2 separate regions of the Gossypium hirsutum genome follow, and region 1 is linked to region 2. Evidence: chromatin contacts called from public Hi-C data. All regions are on one chromosome and are shown on one strand. The core of a region is the stretch at or near the end of the contact, and the rest is flanking DNA. Distances in the headings are between cores, read along the strand shown. Region 1 holds the start of LOC107901586. Region 2 holds the start of LOC107901582 (40S ribosomal protein S12).

Region 1 (3,477 bases), core at 241-2,740, 270 kb before region 2:
CATAGAAGAAATTATCAAAAAGGAATATAGAACCGGGTTATTACAATTAGTAGATAAAAGGCTCCCTCCCCGATTGAAAACAGAAAGGAAAGGCCATTAGAGCAGAGAAAGAGGTATACCGTCTCAGTGGTTCACGACTGATCCATTTACAGTGCAACATTTACATTACGATGGCTGTGGGAAACAACTTGCAAGTTTACTCTTATTATTATTTCTGTGGGAAACAACTGTTTCTGTAATTCCAGTTCTTGTGCTACCTTTCGATCTTATTATTTCCCAGAGACTATCTGAAATCTGTCCCATCACTTTGTTCCTAATCATTATAAAAAATTGAAGTGTCGCATTAACATTAACATTATTGACTACATGGAAAATCTAACATACTCTTGAATAGCTAATGAAACTCTAAGTTGATATTCTTCTCACAAACTGCTCCCAATTTATACTTATATCCGTATCTTATTATTCCCAATGCTGAAATTTTTAATAACCAAATTTCGCATAAATAAAACACACCATAAAGAAATATGCAAGCATTTTATTCGGGAACACGCATTATTTCAACTAAGAAATCCAATATGGATTTTTAATTTTCACTCTTATATGTATATATACACATATAAATGAAGTTCTTAAGTTTAAAGTCATAAATAACTTTGACAACAAGGTCCACTTACCCAACCTCATCATGTATGGCATCTGATAGTTGCCTTACTTTCATGTTTTCAGAGCCAAGACGATTAAGTGCTGCCGACTGCTTCACAGCTGAAATGATGTTGTTGCATATTCTAAGGTAAATTTATTGCTTTATTCAGAACATATTATAAAGGAACACGGTAAGAATGCCGCTATTTACTTCATATTCATTTAAAGTAATAAATATACGAAGGTTGCATTCGGCGTGTTCTTGAGTTGACAGAGTCATTCTTTGAATCCATTAGGAAAGAAAGCAAGTATAAAATGCATAGCTCGAGCTGAACAACTGCTTTTATCTAAACAAGTTGAATCAAGCTATTTGGCTTGTTTTTGAAAAGCATAGGCTGATAATCGATCTACAATAATCACATTTGTCAACAATCTATAGCAGCAAAGCAGCTTAATCAAACATGGCCTTGAATTTGAAATTAATAAATTATACCCAGATATAATAATCAAATTAAATTCCATGAAGATACCCAAAACTCAAAATCAAGACAAAACCCATTCAAGCAAACAATCACAGACAACAAGCATCCATGATTTCCAGGTTACCCAAAAGTTCAGCATTCTAAAACTTTTACCTAAATCCTAGAAAAAATATATAAAAGATAAAAAAAGTAGATAATATTGGTGATTAAAAAAAGAAGAAGAAAAAACGTAAGTTGTCCTTGAGCTTGCGGATGATTTTGAGACGGAGCTTGTCGAAGTCACCATTGTCCTTGAGCTTTGCAATTACCTCTTCTTTCCTAATCTTCTTGTTTTCTTCTCCCATCGGTTGTTTTGCATTCAATCTGTTGGAAAAAAATACATTTCTCTTTTATGTTTCTATTAACAGGGAAAGGGGAAGAACGTAAGAAGGAAAAATCATAAAGTTTCTTTTATGTTTCATTTTCGTTCCTGATAAAATGAAGAAAAGAAATGTAGGAGAAGATGAAGCTAAGGGCAGAAAAGTTTCTAACTACCCAAACGTAAGAAGGAAAAATCATAAAGAAGGAACAAAATTACCTCTGCAATTTGGAAAAGAAGAAAACGTAGGAGAAGATGAAGCTGAGGGCAGAAAATGGAAAATAGGAAAGAAACGGCGGATGAAATCCCTATTCAACGTTGAAGGGAATGAATGGCTATTACAGCCGATGGGTGTAATAGGGCCTGAATGGAATCAGGATGTAATGATATTACAGCCAACCAAACTAACGTTTGGTGGTGGGCAATTGAATAGGCAAGGAATGGAATGGCTATTCATGCCAACCAAACATGCTGCTAGTATTATCAATTTGATATGTTTTTCTATTTAAATTTTGTTTTACTCATCATTTAATATGTTTTTATTTATTTATTTTAATATTGTATATGTTTTATTTGTTACAACTAATTAATTTTAAATCATACTTTTTATTATTTATTATATCTTAATTAGGTAATTTTCACACATACGATAAGATTTCTAGTATTATATATATGTGATTACTTCTGGCATTTGCACACAAATAATTATTTTCATATTATAAAATAACATTATTATTATACAAAATGATGTTTAAAATTATTTGGAAGAATTGCTTTATAACAAATCATAAGCCAAAGTTAAAAAAATGAGTAAAAGGGTGTCGGTGACAATTATACATTGTCCATATATGAAGGCACCATCTCTCGCCACGAGATGGTTTCACATGCTTGTTTAACAGAAAGGGGTGGGTGGGACCTTATTTCATAGTTTTAAAAATGATTTAATTATTGTTTTAGTCCTTCTCACTTAATTTAATCTTCTAACTATTGACAGAAACAATTTAAACTTACTAATACTATTATAAAAAAATTCAATCTTAATTTAAACATAAAAAATGGAAATTAGATTTCATTATATATAAAATATTTTTAGTCGCAACAACTTCCCATTTACAAAAAGCTTTTACATGTGCTAATTGGATTTCCACTGAAACATTCCTCGCTTATGCCCCACTTAACTAGATGTTAATTAAAATTTTATTTTTTTTACAAAGCGATAAATATTATTAAATTTTACATTAAATATTTTTATAAATTTATCGTGAAGGTGTAATATACGTAAAACTATTTTACCATTTCACCTAATATTTTATTTGTTTTTAAATATTTTTTTTTGTAAAAATATTTTTCCTCATAATTTGCGTGTGACATTATCTAAAATGTTGAATCATTGCAGTAGGAAATAGTACATCTCTTCCAACATATTGATTTTAACAAAATTCCAAGTTGATATTTTGATCAAAATAGTTAAATGCGATAATTATTTAAATTAACTAATTATATTATAAAAATAAAAAATAAATTATAGTACATGTATTAAAATTTAAATCTAGTAGGAACCAAAACCATAATTTTGACATTTTTGGGACTTTGTTATTCATATGCACAAAATTTGATAAGGTCCCAATTTTTTTTGTTGCCTCAGATCCAAAGTAAGCTCTTTTTCAGTAAGGACAATGTGAAATTGCAGTGTCAACTCACGGTCTTACATATCCTTTTGATACTGAAAAAGAGAGAATACTTATGCAAAAAGAAAAAGAAAGCCCTCTAATCATTGAACCCCACCATGTATGTAAAATCTTATATTTCTCTTTACCCAAAATCCAACAATAATCAAAAGGTCTAATCTTCCCTTTCAGTCCCTGTACTTTTTAGAATTTTGATATTCAGTCCTTTGTTTTTAATTTCAAGAATTTAACCTTTCTACTAGTCTAATTTAACAACTAGGTTTAATTCATGATTTAAGTCTCCAAATATAACGGTTTCTTCACT
Region 2 (3,801 bases), core at 935-3,434:
CTACTTTCACTGCCCCACCATAGAAAAGCAAATTCAATAGTCAAGCATGGAACCAAGTCCATGAACCAATAACAATGTTATAACCGGACAGACAATTTGGATCGAGCTTAGCTAGGTCCTAGCCCCATTAACAACGCAAACTTGAACTGGTTTTTCATAAATAGAAGACAAAACATCTGATAAAATTGTTGGATTTCCAAATGGTTTGCTCCTACTAAACACATAATTTAGTAAAGGGAAAAAATGCCTAGCATATTTAAGAAACACCGAACAGTTCAGCATTGCAACAACTTCGGAAAAAGAAAACGAAATTCTGAGGCATATTAATCCACAGTTCACTATCAAACAAATATAAATGGCCCAGAAAAATAGCTATGATTTTACCAAAGAAACCATCCTCCGGTCACCTAGTCCTTGTGCTGCTGAACAACTTCGACGGCCTCATGTTGTTCACCATAATCCTGCAGAAGAAAGAACCATAGATCCCAACAATAATGAGTCAAGAACATGTACTCAAGTTTTCTAAATATTGCTCGACAATAGAAATGATTTAAAATGGAAAATAAGGTTAGAAGAAAGAATGAATTTGATTAGACAAATATTTCTTTAAGCAAAACTAGATTGTACTCCCAGGTACATGCTCATACCTTCACAACTACGCAGGAACAACCAACTACCTTTCGTGCTTTACCCTCAGAGTCTATCTTACACAACTGCATGTACAGATGAACACAATCAGCATTTACCAATTTTCAAGGGTGCAAGGCACACTTTAGGAGCTACAACCCTTATACTACCTCGGGCACAAGGTGCCAAAAAGAGTGCTAGTGTGACTGAAGTGCATTACATATGCATGTGTGTTTTGTATATAAATATATACAAAACAGCAACTTTTTTTATTGCTCAATATGCATGATTTTCTTATGGTCCATGCCTATTGTCGAATATTCAAATATTGAGAAGGAGAAAATTTAGTACTGACCCTTTCTTACTAGTAAAGATAATCTATTGAAAATTTGAAAAATAAAGGAAATTTAAATGGACTTCAATCAGACAAGCTTATATTTTATGCCTATTGCCTTGCAAAAAAGCACACCTAGGCACATCGGGCAGGTGCCTAATCAAATGGCACTTGCCACAAAGGACCTAAGAAGCTGTTGTTGTCTAGTGCTAAGGCACAAGATGCAATCGTGCCATGACAATACCGGCATTTACAGAAATAGTAGTCCCTTTCAATTTGGCTTTCTAACTTAATGTCTCCAAAAACTAATAACTACTCAACATATAATGAACAAGCAGTATCAGTTCAGCACCCTCAGCATGTTCTGATCACAAGGAAATAATTCAAACATAAACAAGCAACAAAATGCCACTTACACCAGCCCACTCGCCAAGTGATTTTGCGCTCGGGGCACGTAGCACTTTAACATTATGATCAGCACAAAGTGCCTTGACCAGCTTAACATAATCCGGCTGGTCACAGTCATCAGCTATAACGCAAAGATGTGCATTGTGCTTTTCAATTGCCTTAGCAGCTTCATGTAATCCCCGTGCGAGCCCACCGTGAGCTCGTGACTTCCTAACCACAAGGGGCAAGGCTGTGTTGATGTCCATTGGCTCACCGAGTGCAGGCGCCGCCTCGGGTTGGGCAACCGCAACTTCTTCCCTGCAAGAGCAAACAGCACGAACACAACATAAATACATTAAAATAAAAATAAAAAGTTATCCCTAATCATGATAAAACTTCCGAATAATAATAATATCTGAAATAAAATAAACAATTCAAACAAACCCAAAGGGTATATAATGAGAATGCAAAGCAATTCGAATTTCATATGGAGAAATCAGAACAAACCCAACAAAAAGATTTAAATTTATGTGATAGTGTACTGAAAACGGCCTTGAAACCTTAAAAAAGGGATAAATTGTTGCTTACCCTGACATATTTTTGAGCTGAAGTTGGAACCGGAGGTATTGTTTCCTGGTAAAAGAAGAAGAAAAAGAAAGCGTTAATGGAACCGGATCTTTTGGCTAATCTAAAAACAGCGAAAGCTAAAGAACAGAAATATGAAGAGCGGCGAACCCACGAGAGAGATTTGCAGCAGCTGGGTGGCGAAGGAATGGCGAAGGGTTTTAGCAATAATAGAGAAGGGATTCTTATAAACGAAGCCCTATTTCTTTCAATCTTTTAATTGGGTCCTTTGGGCTCCTCTCTTTTAATTGGGCTTTGTAATGCGCTAAATTCTATTGGGTTTTTTCTTAGGTGAAATTCTGTTATTAGTCCTTATATTATGTGTAAGATATGGATTTAATTATTATACTTTTTAAATTAGTTAAATTTAGTTACTATATTTTTGAATTTTAAAATTTTAATCACAATCCAAATAGTAGCAATTATATCTTTTTGGTTAATTTTTGCTATTAATCATGTATCTGTAAGTAGTTGATTTAGTATTTGTACTTTTAAATTGTTAATTTTAGTCTTTGTATTTTTTGAATTTTAAAATTCCAATCTTGATTTAGATACTAACATTTAAATTCCTTTGGTTAAATTCTTCTATTAATGCATAAAGTTTGTAGGTTTAGCCCATTTTCTCCAATATTGTTCATTTTTAGTCCTCATACATTTTAAATTTTGAATTCTCAATCTTAACATAAAACGGTAATCATTAACTCTATCAATTAATTTTTTTATGAGTAATATGTAGAAATAACAAGTTTAAATGACATGACACATGTAATAATATTTTTTGAGGCAAGTATACTTGAAGTGGCTCGTGCGATGTTAATGGAAGTGGTCATTGAGCTAACACTGCGACAGACTTTATAACTTTCAATGTTTGAAGTTGGCAATTTTTGAAACAAAAATTTTGAATGTGAATCATGCTAATATTGTAGAAATATGATAGTCCTTCTATGAAGATATATCCATTTGAAGCAACATATCTTAAGGATTGGATCAGATGAAGCAATTAAATTCCTTGAATTATGGAGGTCATATCAAGACTGCATTAAAGACTTATCTCAATTAATCCTACTTATCTTGAACTTAATTATCATACCATATATATATATATATGTATGTTATTTTACCTGCAATTTTGTAATGGAATTGATTGAATTAGATCTAGTATGATAGTTAGTCTCAAACTCTTATATATTTGAAGTGACTTGTATAGGTTTTGTATTGAGAGTTAATAACACTTTATGTTCATTGAGGAACATATTCTAGTGAGTGCATTAAGAGAGTAAAACAATTTAGTTGCGTGGTTTTGCAGTCTAAGTTTTCACGTTTTTAGTGAAAGAAGTGATTGATTTATACTTTTAAGTACAAAAGAAACGTTGTTATACCAAGGTGTGATAGAACTTAAACCACTTATTGTATTTGGTTGCAAGATAGTGAATTTACTCATTGAGCTAGACTTCGCAAACATAGGAAAATCGATTTGCATAAACAATTTATTCTGTTTTTTGTTTTTGTTGTTCTTTTCGCAGTGTCACCTTTGGTAGGCACTGCATCCATCACTACCACTCAAACATTATGTCTTCTTAACAATTAATAACAATACTGCATCTATCACATTTGGTGGGCATTGCATCCATCACTTCAACACTATATTTGTCGTATAAGACCTTGGAAATAACAAGAGTCAACATAATGATTTGATAACTTAATTTTGATTAGAATTAAAATTTCAAAAGTATAAAGATTAAAAAGAAATAAATTAAATTTATAATTTACACATAATACAAGGACTTATGGTGTAGTTTACCCATAAAAAATTAGCACAGGCCATCTCC

Evidence for each region. Hi-C and Micro-C count contacts between places; a contact is called where the count stands out from the background.
Region 1: a Hi-C map of leaf shows a contact between it and region 2, with 2.6 times the contacts expected there. The contact joins the promoter of LOC107901586 here to the promoter of LOC107901582 in region 2. A contact is called at or near these places in 3 of 34 Hi-C or Micro-C datasets (hypocotyl, leaf and seedling).

The regions. Positions count from the first base shown.
Region 1 is chrD06:22,634,808-22,638,284 of Gossypium_hirsutum_v2.1, reverse strand. It overlaps LOC107901586, which reads right to left and starts at 1,490. Exons shown (of 3, transcript XM_041095567.1): 1 at 1,356-1,490; 2 at 677-791; 3 at 1-375. The coding sequence starts at 1,471. The coding sequence ends at 166.
Region 2 is chrD06:22,367,798-22,371,598 of Gossypium_hirsutum_v2.1, reverse strand. It overlaps LOC107901582 (40S ribosomal protein S12), which reads right to left and starts at 2,184. Exons shown (of 6, transcript XM_016827636.2): 1 at 2,088-2,184; 2 at 1,937-1,981; 3 at 1,378-1,666; 4 at 648-713; 5 at 385-461; 6 at 1-9. The coding sequence starts at 1,944. The coding sequence ends at 408.